2 separate regions of the Astyanax mexicanus genome follow, and region 2 is linked to region 1. Evidence: chromatin contacts called from public Hi-C data. All regions are on one chromosome and are shown on one strand. Each heading gives the region's core, a stretch centred on a gene start, on an enhancer-like site or on the middle of the called end of the contact. The rest is flanking DNA. Distances are from core to core; before and after follow the strand shown. Region 1 holds the start of LOC103036023 (rho GTPase-activating protein 12). Region 2 overlaps LOC103036023 (rho GTPase-activating protein 12).

Region 1 (7,241 bases), core at 1,693-4,192:
TTAGCTTTGTGGCTCCATTTGCAGAAATAAACAAACAAATGTTAGACACCGCATACAGCTGACAAACTGTTCTCTGGTGAGGGCACATTTGAGTAAAATTTGAATTTTCAGTGAACCATTCCTTTTAGAGTTCAAGCAAGTAACCACTGACCAACACTACTAATAAACATTAGTCAAGTTGAAATTGAAAATTTCTCCTGAAATTTCTTGAAACTTAATAATAATAATAATAATAATAATAATAAATTAACATAAAACACTGCATGTTGCATTATTTTGCTTGCTAACATTCAACAAACTGTACAAAAACTGAAACTAAACTACGCAAAAAGAAATAAATGATAGTTTTTAAATAATGGTATTAATAAAGAGTCAATCGAGTCTCATGTGCAGTGTTGTTCCATGAAAAGACATATAAGTATGCCTGCCACGAAAACTGCATTTATAGACATATCGTAACACCCCTAACAAACTAAACCACTTCCAACCTCATTTCCATCTTTCCCTCATTTCCTCCTCTATCCCACTGTTCCACTTTCACTTTTTGTTCAACATTACCTTCTTCACCAACAACAAAAAAAACGTCATTTGAGAGACGACTAGCTTTATAAAGGGAAATGGATGAGTTAGCAGCTCGTATGTGGAGCATTTTTTGCTAGAGTGGAGAATCAACAGCTGGTCTGAAGTATCCATGGAGAAAAAAGGCCAGACGGCTTGCATTTGCTGTTTTTGCAGCTATAGCTACACAGCTGCACCAAGAGATGTGTGGGTAAGAGAGAGAAGCATGCAGCACACAAAGGCAAAAAGACACATTAAATCCCGATTCATACATTCACATTCATGCCGCATGCCCATGAATCTGATTTAGGACCACATATGAAAGTGACTCAAATCTGATTTGAAACATCTGATTTGGCACATTCACACAGCCATAAAAAATCAGATCTGAGCCACATTGAGCAAAAAAATTTGATTTGAGTCACTTTAGCCTGGTAATGTAAACGTAGCCTTACAGACAGAAAACAGCATTCTTATGTTTTTCCACCATTGGAATATACAGTTCTGAAAAAACTTAAAAGACTACTTCTGAATCAATTTCTCCGATTTTGCTATTAATATGCATATGTTTAATCAAAATGAACATTATTGTTTTATTCCATAAACTACGGACAATATCTCTTCCAAATTCCAAATAAAAATATTGTCATTTAGAGCATTTATATGCAGAAAATGTGAAATGGCTGAAATAACAAAAAAAAGATGCAGAGCCTTTAGGCCTCAAATAATGCATAGAAAACAAGGTCATATTTATAGAGTTCATAAATCAATATTTGGTGGAACAACCCTGATTTTTAATTCTCCTCCACCAGTCCTACACACTGCTTTTGGATAACTTTATGCCTTTACACCTGGTGCAAAAATTCAAGCAGTTCAGTTTGGTTTGATGGCTTGTGATCATCCATCTTCCTCTTGATTATATTTCAGAGGCTTTCAATTTGGTAAAATCTAAAAACTTGTCACTTTTAAGTGGTCTGTTATTTTTTCCAAAGCTTTAAGTCAGGTCTGAAATGGTTAATATGACAATAATACAGTTTTCTTTTTACAGAAATGTCCTGTTTAAAATCTTAATGATGGAATAGATGGCTAACTAACTGATAACCATGGAAACCAAGTAACTTAGCAGCTAGCTAAGCTTACTAGCTAATGTCAAAATAACAGTTTTTGTGTTTAAGTAAGTCCTTAGCTGTCTAGCTTGCCGGGATTTTAAGTTCAGAGAAATTAAAAGAAACTTAAGTAAAGTGTTTAAACAAGGAAAATTTCACGATTTTATCCTCATAATTAGAGCCAGGAATAGATTTAGTCTTGTAGAAAGCTAAGCTAACCTACCTAGGTAATGCTAACGCTAGCCACCTAAGCTAAGCTAGCTAGCTTGCTCACCTGTGCAAGTGCTGTTAGCTAGCTGGCTAAGCTAACGTAGCCAAAAAAAGTTGGTCTGACAGTTCTAGCGCGCTTAATTTTTTATAAGTAACACAAACTAACAGAATAGGTTGGTCGTTTAACGTGTTATTTCGACGATAAAATAGCCGTGGGTGGTAAAAACGCAAAAAAACAGCCAGATAATATAATTAATTCGCTACCTGAGACGAACAGTGGTAAATCCAGGTCCTTAAACTCCACTCCGTGTTTTGTTCCAACAGTTGGAACAAAACCCCGGACTGGATTCTACACTTTCACATCAGCTCATGCGGATCGGATCAGATCAGTTCTTGTGTTTAAGTGTATATATTTCCTCATGATTTAAACTTAACAACAACATGGATAGCGCATTACCGGAGCGGATTCTGTACTTTTTTAGGCCTGGATTCATCACGAACACCACCTCCAAGAGAGTATCTTGATTCATCAAGCCATATAACTTAACCTGACTAGGCTACTTAACTATAATATAGTCCCAGGCTCAGCTCGGACATGATGGAACAGGTTCTCTCTCATTCCTCCGGGAAGGAAACCCGAGTTTCGACCCAGAACTCACTATCTGAACGACTTAAATCAATACATTAGATTTAACCTATTATCTTTATAAATCGCGCCAGACTAACCTGCTTTATTTAACCTGTTTTTTTTTATCAAAACGTCTAAAAACAGTAATAACGACCCTAAATTAATCCGGAGCTGTACTTTTAGGAGCTCGGAACTTAACTTAGCTAGTTAGTTTACATATAACGTTAATTAGCAACAAAACTAAGGTTTATTACTACCTTAACTTTTCCTGTCCTGGGCTCCAGAGACGCTACAGCAGTCCTCGGTCCTCTCCTCCCGTTTACAGGCTGTTTACAGACGGCCTCTCCAGCACACGATTTGTAAGTTCCAGTTTCCCGCAGCACCGACTCCGAGCGCTCCGTCACTCCTGGAGCCTGCTCGCCCCAGCTTTCCCGAGCGCGCACCCGCGGCGGCAGCGGCGGCGCGCTCCCGCTCGTGAGGAATGTAGAGCGGCCAGTCGTCCAGTGTTTGAGCGGCAGCGCCCTCGCGCGCTGACTGAAGGGGGGATGCAACAGTACACAAGGGGGATAACAAGTCAAAAAGTTCATTAGTTAGTAAAATAACTTACTAATAGCTTACTACCTACACTACTGCTCAAAAATTTGGGATCACTTGTAAATTTCCCTATGTTTGGAAGAAAAACACATTTTTATGCAGTTTACAAGCAATATTGTCCATTTCACAATCAATTTAAGTGTATCAGATGATATTTAAAGAATAAAAATGTTCTCATATTCCTACTGTCAGCAATTCTGTAATTGCTGCAAAGGGTGGCTTCTTTGATGAAAGCAACATTTAAAGTACACAGTCATCATTTTCATTAAAATCAATATATCTTACTCTGATCATTTGTGCATGTCCTGTTTATTTGCTTTATTTTAAACCACATTATTCAACCCCTTAATTATTTACACTAACACTTCCCCAACCTCACTTACATTCAAGTACACTTTACTCATGCTTGGGTATTCACTTTTTCACATTCTCTTTTTAGAACTATATTTGTTATGGATGCATATTTATATTATATTTCCACGTCACATCAGTCACTTTCATAATCGATGTCATTGCACATTGCACTTTGCTCTGTTAATTATTTAATTATTTAATGACCATTAGCAACATCTACTGCACTGCTCCGTTTACAGATATATCTTTACCTTGTATAGAAAGTTTTTTTTATAGCCTTATATATTTTCTATTATTTTTTGTTTTAATTTATGTTTGAAATGTTTCTTATTGTATTGTGTTGTTGCTGCTGGATGCCTAAATTTCCTTCGGGATAAATAAAGTATCTATCTATCTATCTATCTATCTATCTATCTGTCTATCTGTCTATCTATCTATCTATCTATCTATCTATCTATCTATCTATCTATCTATCTATCAAAACAAGAAAAAATTCACTGTGATCCCAAACTTTTAAGCGGTAGTGTAGGTACAGTTCATATAAGGTTACATGTGTGATTCTCTCTCTGAGATGGGTGACTTTTGGATTATATTTGTATGGAAAAAATACAAATTTATGTTTTTGATCATTTTATCTAATGTGTATGGAGCCCCTAAGGTGACAAAAAAAAGCATGGCCACAACTTATAAAGGCATGGAAATGTGATACTAAGGCGTGGGAATAAGAACCTAAAGCATGGGATTGAGATCCTAACACTGGTTGCTAAATACCTACACCATAATATATTGTTTAGACACCTGCTCTGTAGGCCAGAATAATACAGAGTTTGTGTTGTCCCAGATTGCAAAGAATATTAAATTAATGCTGAATTGTGGTTGCATTACATATTTTAATAATGATGATGGGGAAACAAACTTTAAACTAGTGTTGTCAAACTCAAAATTCAGATTAGAACTTAATCGATTTATTTAAACCACAGTGATCCAATACATTTTCATTTTGATGAAAGTCTGTATCAAAATGAAAAAAAATCCATGTGATTGTCCAAAAACAGGTTTCGTTATATCACACAGTTTGAAAATGTTTCTAATCTTTTTGCACATTTTGCTCCTAAAAAAAGTGCAAGCAGCTGAACTGAGATCCGAATGTTTTGTCCTCAATGGTTTATAAATAAATAAGAGTTTAAAAGTCTTATATCTGATCTCAGAACTGTAAACATGATATATGACAACATTGCCACATTTTAAAAGAGATGCAAAGCATTGCAACGTTTTTGTGAGGAAAAATCGCACATTGTATTGCTTTATTATTTATTACTCATAAGTTGTCAAACTATTAGCAGCGTGTGATGGAAGAATCTCAAAAAGACCATGGTCTGCTGTTTGGGATTATTTGAACTTGGTGACTGATTGCCCACCAGATGTCACTGTGGTGGATGAAAATTCAAACATCTTACTATATCGAACCTTTTTCTGAATCAACTATTTGATCTCCCATAACACCTACTTTTACTATCACTACTTTAAATAAGCTTTAGTTAATATTGTCTCATAGACATCGGTTAGGGTTGTATTACTGAACTTTAGTCAATGTTCCTTTAAAGATTTTAAATGGTTGGTGCTCTTATACACACGCAATTTATAACAATAATAATACAAATAATAATAATAATAATAATAATAATAATAATAATAATACCAAACCAATACTAAAACCAAGGTACCAAGTACAAACCAAGGACAGATTAAGGATAGTCTGGGTCCCCCTGCTGTGTTAATAATATTAAATCAAGTTTAATTATTGTCGGGACCCCTTTATACTGCCTCGAAACATGTAAGTCGTTTCAAAATGTCATTGAATAGTCATTGAATAACAAGCTGAATAAAATGTTTTCCAATAAATAATCTAAAAAATATCAGGGTTACACGCATACGCAGCCACAGCTACTACAACAAAACCACTTGCTGTTTCATCATCTGTCACCAAATCAAATTGTGCTGCTCAGTAAAATTAGCTTGCAGTATGAAAAGGCACTTTTCCTTTCATGCATTCCTTCAGAGCTATAGAGTGACCACTGGTCTCTTTACTGTTGTTTATTAAAGGGGAAACATGAAACTAGTCAAATGGCTTGTTGTCACACCCTGGGCCACATTCACTCAATTTAATCGGTGTCAAAGATAGCATTCATCAAATAAATAAATTAATTTGTGTCTCTTCGCTTAAGAGAACTAGAACATTATCATTTTAAAACAATACAAATTCAGAACCATTAAGTAAAGCCTGAATCGCAGTTTTATTTGCAACAAAACATCTGTTATGAAATATGGAAGCTTGTCTGTCAGTTTGTAGGTCCCTAGAAAGTCAAGGAGCCGTGGCAAACGACTTCTATGGAAGATAAGGGAGCCATAGCAGGGGCCCTCGTGATCAAGGGCCCTGTAATGGTAGGCCTTTCTGTTTTCTAGGGACCCCTGGTAGGGGCTCTTTTAACCAGGGTCATCTAAAAAAATAGCAACCATTGTAAGTTTCAGCAATAAAGCGACGACTGTAAACATCTTTCTCAAAGCAACCAGCCGGACGCTACACTATCTTTTTACTAAGAAAATGATAAAAATAGTAACGCACAGTGACTTAGATATTTAACTTTTATGTGTGTACTGGATCGGAAATAGCAACACTTTAGATTACTAGTTTTACATTTAAATATACACTATGATAGCACGGTTTGACAGGGTAGCAAAACTCGACAGAACACCGGATGGAAGCCTAGTTTGAATCCCAGTCGTGGTTTTATTCTCTTTATGTTTTTTCATAATGGCAATTTAATGTTCTTATTTAAAAAAAATATCTATTAAGGTAGTCTACATATTTCTACTGATTTCCTGTGATATATATTATTTAACAAAGACTAATTAATAACATTTGTATAGGCCTAGAAACACACAACTTGTAATGTGTCTTTATTCACACTCTGTCTGGCCCTGTTACCTCCAGAGGATAATTAGGTAATTCAAAACACCTGCTTATTACATATTACTATAATTTTCACTTTTATTTTAAGACACTTTTTACTTATTTTTTCTTGTTATTAATATATTATTAAAAGACACTTTCTTGCCTACTGTATGGATACATTTGTTTTGCTGGGTACAAACAATGCAAATATACCCTCAAAGGTCCTTAAGGTACAGGTGTTTACGTTAAAGCCATTTTAGAGTATCACCACAGTGACAGTTTGGTACCCTTATTTAGAGAGTGCATATAGTAGTGCACAGTGTGTTTGAAAATACACTAATCCATAAATGTTCACAGCACAAGTTATCTTTACTTAAGAGATGCTTGCTTGAATAATTGGCATACTTCACTGTAAAATACATTTTAGCTAAAGAGCACTTCAGTGCACTTTTTTTTACTACACTGAATTCATGTTTGTAAAATAAAGCTAAATGTTAAAAACATACATTGAAAATTGGCAACTTTCTTACATTTTCAAAATACATTTGAGTACTGCATTATATTATTTTTCCTGGCCGCACATGGGTAAAAGTAAAGTGGCTCAATAAATGTAATAAACACAAACATTTAAAAAATAATCTTAATCATTTTAAATCCTGTTGCAGGAATATTAATGTGATTTATCAGCTTTTTATCAGCACTTTGCATCACTGATGACCCAATGCACTGAAACTGAACACAGATGGACCCTATACTCATCTAATGGAGTTTTAATGCTGAGTGTGTCTGTTTAGTTATTGTGTGAATGGGGCATTTATCCTGAATAGGCTAAAATACA
Region 2 (7,241 bases), core at 3,018-5,517, 47 kb before region 1:
AACTCTAGTTAAAAAGGTCAGTTTTAACACTTTAATTACTAAAAAAATGCAGGTAGTATATCAGGCTCATTATAACTGGTTCATGTCAGCAGTTATGAGAAATAAGTCTTGTTGTGTGAATACAGCTTTAGTGTTTTATTCAGAAAATAAAAACTAAATCAGATAGGGAGCATTTTAATTCTAATTTTCATAGCTCTATTTTTTCTGCACAGCACAGTACAGTACACATCATTTAAACCTACATTAGCTGCCTTATGAAACAGGAAAATATATAGCCAGTCAAGTTTAGATTATTTGGTCATTAGTCAGAGTCTTCCATATAAACCACAGCTTCTCCAGGTGCATGGCTAAAAGTGCAACACATTTTATAGTTTTGATAATATTTGTGTGGATTGTCACATCCCATCAGGTTTTCATTAAAGTACTGAGTGTTAGGTCCATTAATCAAACATGGTCTCTACTGCTGCAGATACTTCCATTCAATTCATTTGTTCTATTTCCTTATTTTAATCCTAGAAGCTGTCTATCTGAATCAGTATATGAATGAGTTTGTACCTTGTCATTAGGCTCTAACACACACGTACTGCGCCTCCACTCAGTCAGAACTATGTTGGCCGGCTGTCTCCGATCCAGACTGCGTGTTTTAGGCATTTCTTCACTCTTTGGCATCAAGGCAGGTGGAGTCATCTAAAACAGAGTAAAGCAGAAAGAGAGGGTATAATGCTATTCCTCAACACAGACAGAACAGCAGTGACTAATCATTTATTTACTGACACGGCTGCATCGTTTAGAGAAGTTAGCAAACAACAGCACAAATTTAAGGATCAGATATGGGAAAAAAAAACAACAAATCCAACTCAACTCAACTCTTATGTAACGAACCACAGTAAGTTGTAAACATAAAGCACTGATAAACACTAGGGTTAGGTAATCAAAATTTGATATCAAAAGCACCGACTGAAATGTCACACTAATACAGAATGGTGTAAAAAAAAAAAAAAAAATTTTTTTGGTGCCTGTCTTTATTGAAAATTGGTACTGAAAATTTCCAGTCCTAGTAAACACTTACCTGTTTTCTCAAATTCACTTTTGGAAGTTCCCACTCAGATCTGGAGCCGTCTGCACTGTAGTAATACGGCCGCCCCTGTTCATCTGTGTGCTTAATCCACTACACACACACACACACACACACACAACAAACACACTTGTAAACTTTTAGGGACAAAAGAAAAAAGCTACAAGAAGCAAAAACAAATAAATTTGGTGACACTGACCATGTCCATGACAACTTTTTCCCCTTACACTTTTCATTTTAAAAACAGTAGTTTCAGACTGTTAGATCCCACTGCTCATTAGAGCTGCAACTAATGACTATTTTGGTAGTTGGCAATTTTTTTTAATAAGTTAACAATTATTTCTACCAAGCCCTCAATTTCTTCAAAATGATAAAATAGAAACACCTAAAAGTGTCATTTAATTCCCATTTAAATGCCCAGAATATATGTAAATGTGAGTAAATACATATAATCTGTTGTGTTTGGGCACTTTTGAAGACACAGACCAAGTTGAGTGTAATCTGTGTGAGCAGCCCACCTCCCCCTTTTTCCTCTCCTGCATTTCTGTGCCCAAAGTAATCATTATTCTACACTGATATTTGCAGTCAACAAATTTTATAATCAACATTATCGATTATACTGAATAATCGTTGCAGCCCTACTGCTTAACTAGCTGCTCTTTATCAGTGTTAGTGTATCTGTGTCTGTGGGTGTATACCTTCTCATTAGTATAGTCAGACACATACAGCGTATGTCCATACTCATCAAGCTCTTCTGACCAGCCTCTAGGGGGCGAGCCATACTGGCTATCTGATTGGCTACTCAGATAGTTCTCCTCCGACGAGAAAACCTTCACCCAGGCAATCACAGACCAGCGGGAAGAAGTAAGAAGAAAGAGGGGGAAGAAAAAAGAAAGGAGGAAAGGAGTGAGAGGATACAGGAGGAGGAGGCAATCATTAAAAAATAAATAATTAAATAAATCATCCATTCCATCACCAACAGCAACGTATTAGTGTTATTACAACGCTCGAAAACTACATGCTGCACATCCACACCGCAATAAGAGAAGAAACACATCAGAGAAAGAGTTAGATTAGACAGTAGTAGATTATGAGACCCAGGGTGATTTGAGGTCAGTATGCTATCCCATCATGCACTACAGCATTGAACTGAGCAATCATTCAGGAGGCTGAAAGTGAGTGTGTGTGTATGTGTGTGTGTGTGGTGGGGGCATGCATGGGCTTGTGTTTTTATAGAGCCCCGGGAACTAAAGAAATGTGTTGAGAACAGTTCTATAGGTTTGGGTCTATACGTTTTAACCTAAAGGCTGTAGTTCCACCAATTATTATCGTATGGTACATATAAAAGCATTATGTAAACTATTTTCAAAAATACATTGTCGTTGGTGTGGTGCAGTGGATAACACCACCACCTGTCAGTGAGCTACCACATGTGGGGACTGGGGTTCAATTCCAGGTCTGGGTGACTGAATGCTGTGCTACACCAATATGAGTCCTTGGGCAAGACTCCTAACACTACATTGGTCCACCTCTGTAATAAGAATAACTTTGTAAGTCACTCTGGATAAAACCATGTAATGTAATGTAAAAACGTTAAATGACAGTGACTGTGATGATTACATACAGGGGTTGGACAATGAAACTGAAACACCTGTCATTTTAATATGGGAGGTTTCATGACTAAATAGGAGCAGCCTGGTGGCCAATCTTCATTAACTGCACATTGCACCAGTAAGAGCAGAGTGTGAAGGTTTAATTAGCAGGGTAAGAGCAGAGTTCTGCTCAAAATATTGCAATGCACACAACATTATGGGTGACATACCAGAGTTCAAAAGAGGACAAACTGTTGGTGCGCATCTTGCTGGCGCATCTGTGACCAAGACAGCAAGTCTTTGTGATGCATCAAAAACCACGGTATCCAGGGTATTGTCAGCATACCACCAAGAAGGACCAACCACATCCAACAGGATTAACTGTGGATGCTGTAAGAGGAAGCTGTCTGAAAGGGATGTTCGGGTGCTAACCCGGATTGTACCCAAAAAACATAAAACCACGGCTGATCAAATCATGGCAGAATTCAATGTGCACCTCAACTCTCCTGTTTCCACCAGAACTGTCCGTCACCACAATCAATTATTGTGCTCTAAAACCAGGTGTTTCAGTTTCATTGTCCAACCCCTGTATAACATTATTTATACCACAGTTAGTTCCAAATCTGTAATGTGATTGGCTGAGAGGCGGTAATGCACTGTACCAGAAACTCTCATTGTATTACTCCACCACATACAGGTAACGCAGCAATGATGCAGCGCTTAAAAGCCAAACAGCGCTGCTACAAACAGAGCAGCAATGGAACTATTTTAACTTGCGGAGTGTTTATAACCAAACAGATCGTAACCGTGCTATAATATATAATATTACACGTGGATGTTAGATCTGTGTTAGATGTGTGTTAGATGTAGGTAGATGTTAAGCTCAATAGAAGAGTAGAGCTTTGGGAAAAGGGCTGGAGACTCTTTTTCAAAAACGGTACCTCAGGCTCTGTGTTTGTGTTGTCCGGTTTTTCCTTGGTGTTGCAGTCCCGTGCCCGCGGGGGCTTCCATGCCCTCTCCTGGGTGGCGCGGTTGTAGTAGAAGATCCGGCCGTTCGGATCTTTGTGCGTCTCCCAGTCTCCATGTATGCTGAGCGGAGAGGACGAGGGCAGTGGCGGCTGAGACGACTGCGAGATCTTCAAATCCTGCAGGTTAGTGTAGACAGGTGAGTCAGAACACCTCTGACCCCACAGACAGACACACACACACACACACACAATAACCAGATCAACATTCAAACACCGGAATCTACTTCATCCTAAAAATGTGTTTTGATATGGAACAGTTTGAGCGGTAAAATCATTGTGATCGGTGCATGCAGTTGTACAGAGGAAAACATGGTGCAATAAAGACCTATATTTTTGTAACCCAATAATACACAGTTAATGTTGTGTTCACGTGATCAGTCACTATTATACGTTTATTACAGGACTCTGTGTCATTGAGTGGACTAAGGCACTGCCAATATGATTTGAGGACTTCTTTTACAAATCCCACCTCCGATGGCTGCTCGCCATCAGCAGCCGGAGTCTGAGAGACTACATTTGGCCATGCTCTCTCTGGGTGGGTAAATGGTGCACTCTCCCCTCATCACCCCCAGTGTGATGTGGGCCAGCACAGCCGTCTGTTAGCTGATGTATGTGAGCTCAGTCACAGCGCTGGCTATGCAGTAATGCTTTACTGGCTGCAGTTGGAAAGGAGGAGGAGTCTGACTTCACATGATCAGAGGAAGCATGTGTTAGCCTACACCCTTTTGGTGTTAAGAGCATTGCTAGTGATAGGGAGGCTCCTAATAAGTGGATGGGGTAATTTGCTTTCAAATTTGGTAGAAAATGGGATAAAATGAAAAATAAATAATCCAAACAAATTTCTCTGAAGTATGGTAGTTATTGTGAGATTATAGAGATATAGATTTTTATACAGATCAGTGTTTCTCAATCCTGGTCCTTGCACTCTATTTTAACACACCCCCTGCTACTCTAACAGGGCTTGTTCTACATGCTACATTTACTCTGCTAGTCAATAAGTAATGTTTTGAACTAATTGTACTTTTAGAAGTTGTTTTAACGAGATCTCGCGAGATTAAAACAGACAATATTTCTCGTCAGGCTTAAACCTGTCTCGCGGGGCAAAAAAACAGTGTGGACTTTTAAGATTTAAGAGGGATCTGGCAACCCAGTAGCGATAGCGATAGAGTATGATGGCTGAGCAGCAAGAGCAGCTCTCAGCAGAAGAGAAAAATTAGGGGATTTGTATAGAAGATCCTTCTGCTACTTTTAAGTTGTATGTCTGGCTGCATTTTGGCTCCAGTGGAAACAATAAACGGTAACAGAGTGACCAACAAGACACAAACCATATGTAAATACTGTAAGTAAATCCTACATGTGACTGTTTCATATGCAGTTGTACTAATCCCTTAGCTCTGTACTGTATTAAAAACATGTTCTGTCTCTGTTTGCACTTCAAGCATAGTCTTAATCTAACTGGTTATGGTTACGAATTAAATTACAAGAGATTTAGGAGAAAAAAACACAAACCATAATCTTAATATGACTGGTTGTGGTTTCTATATAGAATCAATGTGTGAGAGAAACCAGTCTGTTAAGTTTGTGTTATATGATTTTGTCAAATAAAACTCATTTTTGACATTTTCTTTAAAATTTTACTTTTAAATCTTGTCTCGTTCTCATGAACCCAATATCGTGTTTCGTCTCGTTCTCGTGATATTAGTGTCTCGTCACACCCCTAGTGGACAAGGAAGGACTGCAATTTTTTTTTCTATTTAAATATTAAATGAGATTATGGAAGTGACTTACTGAATACTTTCACTTCCTCAAGCAATAATTTAAATTACAACTTTACTTCTACTTGAGTAAGTATTATTTGAAGTAACAGTACTTTTACTTTAGGTTTTGGCTACTCTAGAACCCTGGCTCTTAAATTAAAGGAAACTTATAATTGTAGGTCACATCTACAGTGAGTCCAAGAAGTATTTGATCCCTTGCTGATTTTCTTTGTTTGCCCACTAATAAAGACACTATCCTTCTGCACTTTTAATGGTAGATATATTCTAACATGGAGAGACAGAATATCAAGACAAAAATCCAGAATATAATTTTAAAGAATATATTTTAATTAATTTGTATTTCAATGAGGAAAATAAGTATTTGATCCCTCTTGCCAAACACACTCAATACTTAGTGGCAAAGCCTTTGTTTGCAAGCACAGCGGTGAGACGTTTGTTGTAGTTAACCACAAGTTTAGCACACACACCAGGGGGAATTTTGGCCCACTCTTCTTTGCAGATCCTCTCTAAATCATGAAGGTTGGTGGGCTGTCGCTTGGCAACTCTGACCTTCAGCTCCCTCCATAGATTTTCGATCGGATTGAGGTCTGGCGACTGGCTGGGCCACTCCATGACCTTAATGTGATTTTTCTTGAGCCAATCCTTTGTTGCCTTTGCTGTATGTTTAGGGTCGTTATCATGTTGGAAGACCCAACCATGGCCCATTTTCAGATCCCTGGCAGAGGGGAGGAGGTTGTCCCTCAGGATTGTGCGGTACATGGCTCCATCCATCTTCCCAGTGATGCGGTGAAGTAGCCCTGTACCCTTGGCAGAGAAACACCCCCAAAACATTATGCTTCCACCTCCATGCTTGACGGTGGGCACAGTGTTCTTGGGGTCATAGGCAGCATTTTTCTTCCTCCACACATGGCGGGTGGAGTTGAGGCCAAAAAGTTCAATTTTGGTCTCGTCTGACCACAAAACCTTCTCCCAATAACTTGGTTCATCTTTCAAATGATCATTGGCATACTTGAGGCGCGCCTCCACATGTGCTCTCTTCAGCAGGGGTACCTTTCGGGCACTGCAGGATGTGAATCCATTGTTGCGCAAAGTGTTGCCAATTGTTTCCTTGCAAACTGTGGTCCCAGCTGCCTTCAGGTCATTTGCTAACTCCTGCCGAGTGGTTGCAGGACGATTTCTGACCGTTCTCAGCATCATTGCCACCCCACGAGGCGAAATCTTCTTTGGAGCACCGGGCCGAGGTCTGTTGATTGTCATGTTATACTCTTTAAACTTTCTGATAATTGCACCAATAGTTGTTACTTTCACATCCAACACCTTACTAATCTTTTTGTAGCCCATTCCAGCTTTGTGAAGGTCAACAATTCTGACTCTGAGGTCCTGTGACAGCTCTTTGGTTTTACCCATGTTGGAGACTTGAAATCTGTGTGATCTGTCTGATTCTGTGGACAGGTGTTTTTCACACAAGTGATTAGTGAGAACAGGTGGCTTCAGGTCAGGTAACAAGTTGATTGGGAGTGTCTAACTGGTCTGTAAAAGCCAGAACTGCTAATGAATACTAAGGGATCAAATACTTATTTCACTCCATGAAATACAAATCAATTAATATATATTCCTTAGATTTATTTTCTGGATTTTCTTTTTAATATTCTGTCTCTCCATGTAAGAATACATCTACCATTAAAAGTATAGAATGATCATGTCTTTATTAGTGGGCCAACGAAGAAAATCAGCAAGGGATCAAATACTTCTTGGACTCACTGTATGT

What was found. A called contact is a pair of places that touch in the nucleus more often than the background predicts.
Region 2: a Hi-C map of muscle shows a contact between it and region 1, with 9 times the contacts expected there. The contact joins the enhancer-like site here to the promoter of LOC103036023 in region 1. A contact is called at or near these places in 2 of 3 Hi-C or Micro-C datasets (both in muscle).

Annotation. Positions count from the first base shown.
Region 1 is chr4:26,285,068-26,292,308 of AstMex3_surface, reverse strand. It overlaps LOC103036023 (rho GTPase-activating protein 12), which reads right to left and starts at 2,942. Exons shown (of 17, transcript XM_049476805.1): 1 at 2,760-2,942.
Region 2 is chr4:26,333,452-26,340,692 of AstMex3_surface, reverse strand. LOC103036023 (rho GTPase-activating protein 12) reads right to left here. Exons shown (of 17, transcript XM_049476805.1): 3 at 3,609-3,848; 4 at 1,774-1,905; 5 at 1,070-1,168; 6 at 556-687. Among protein-coding and RNA genes, the nearest start is that of LOC103038215, 39 kb to the left of the region's middle. Within about 2 kb of position 4,267, the one cell type or tissue checked has an H3K27ac peak away from gene starts, as active enhancers do.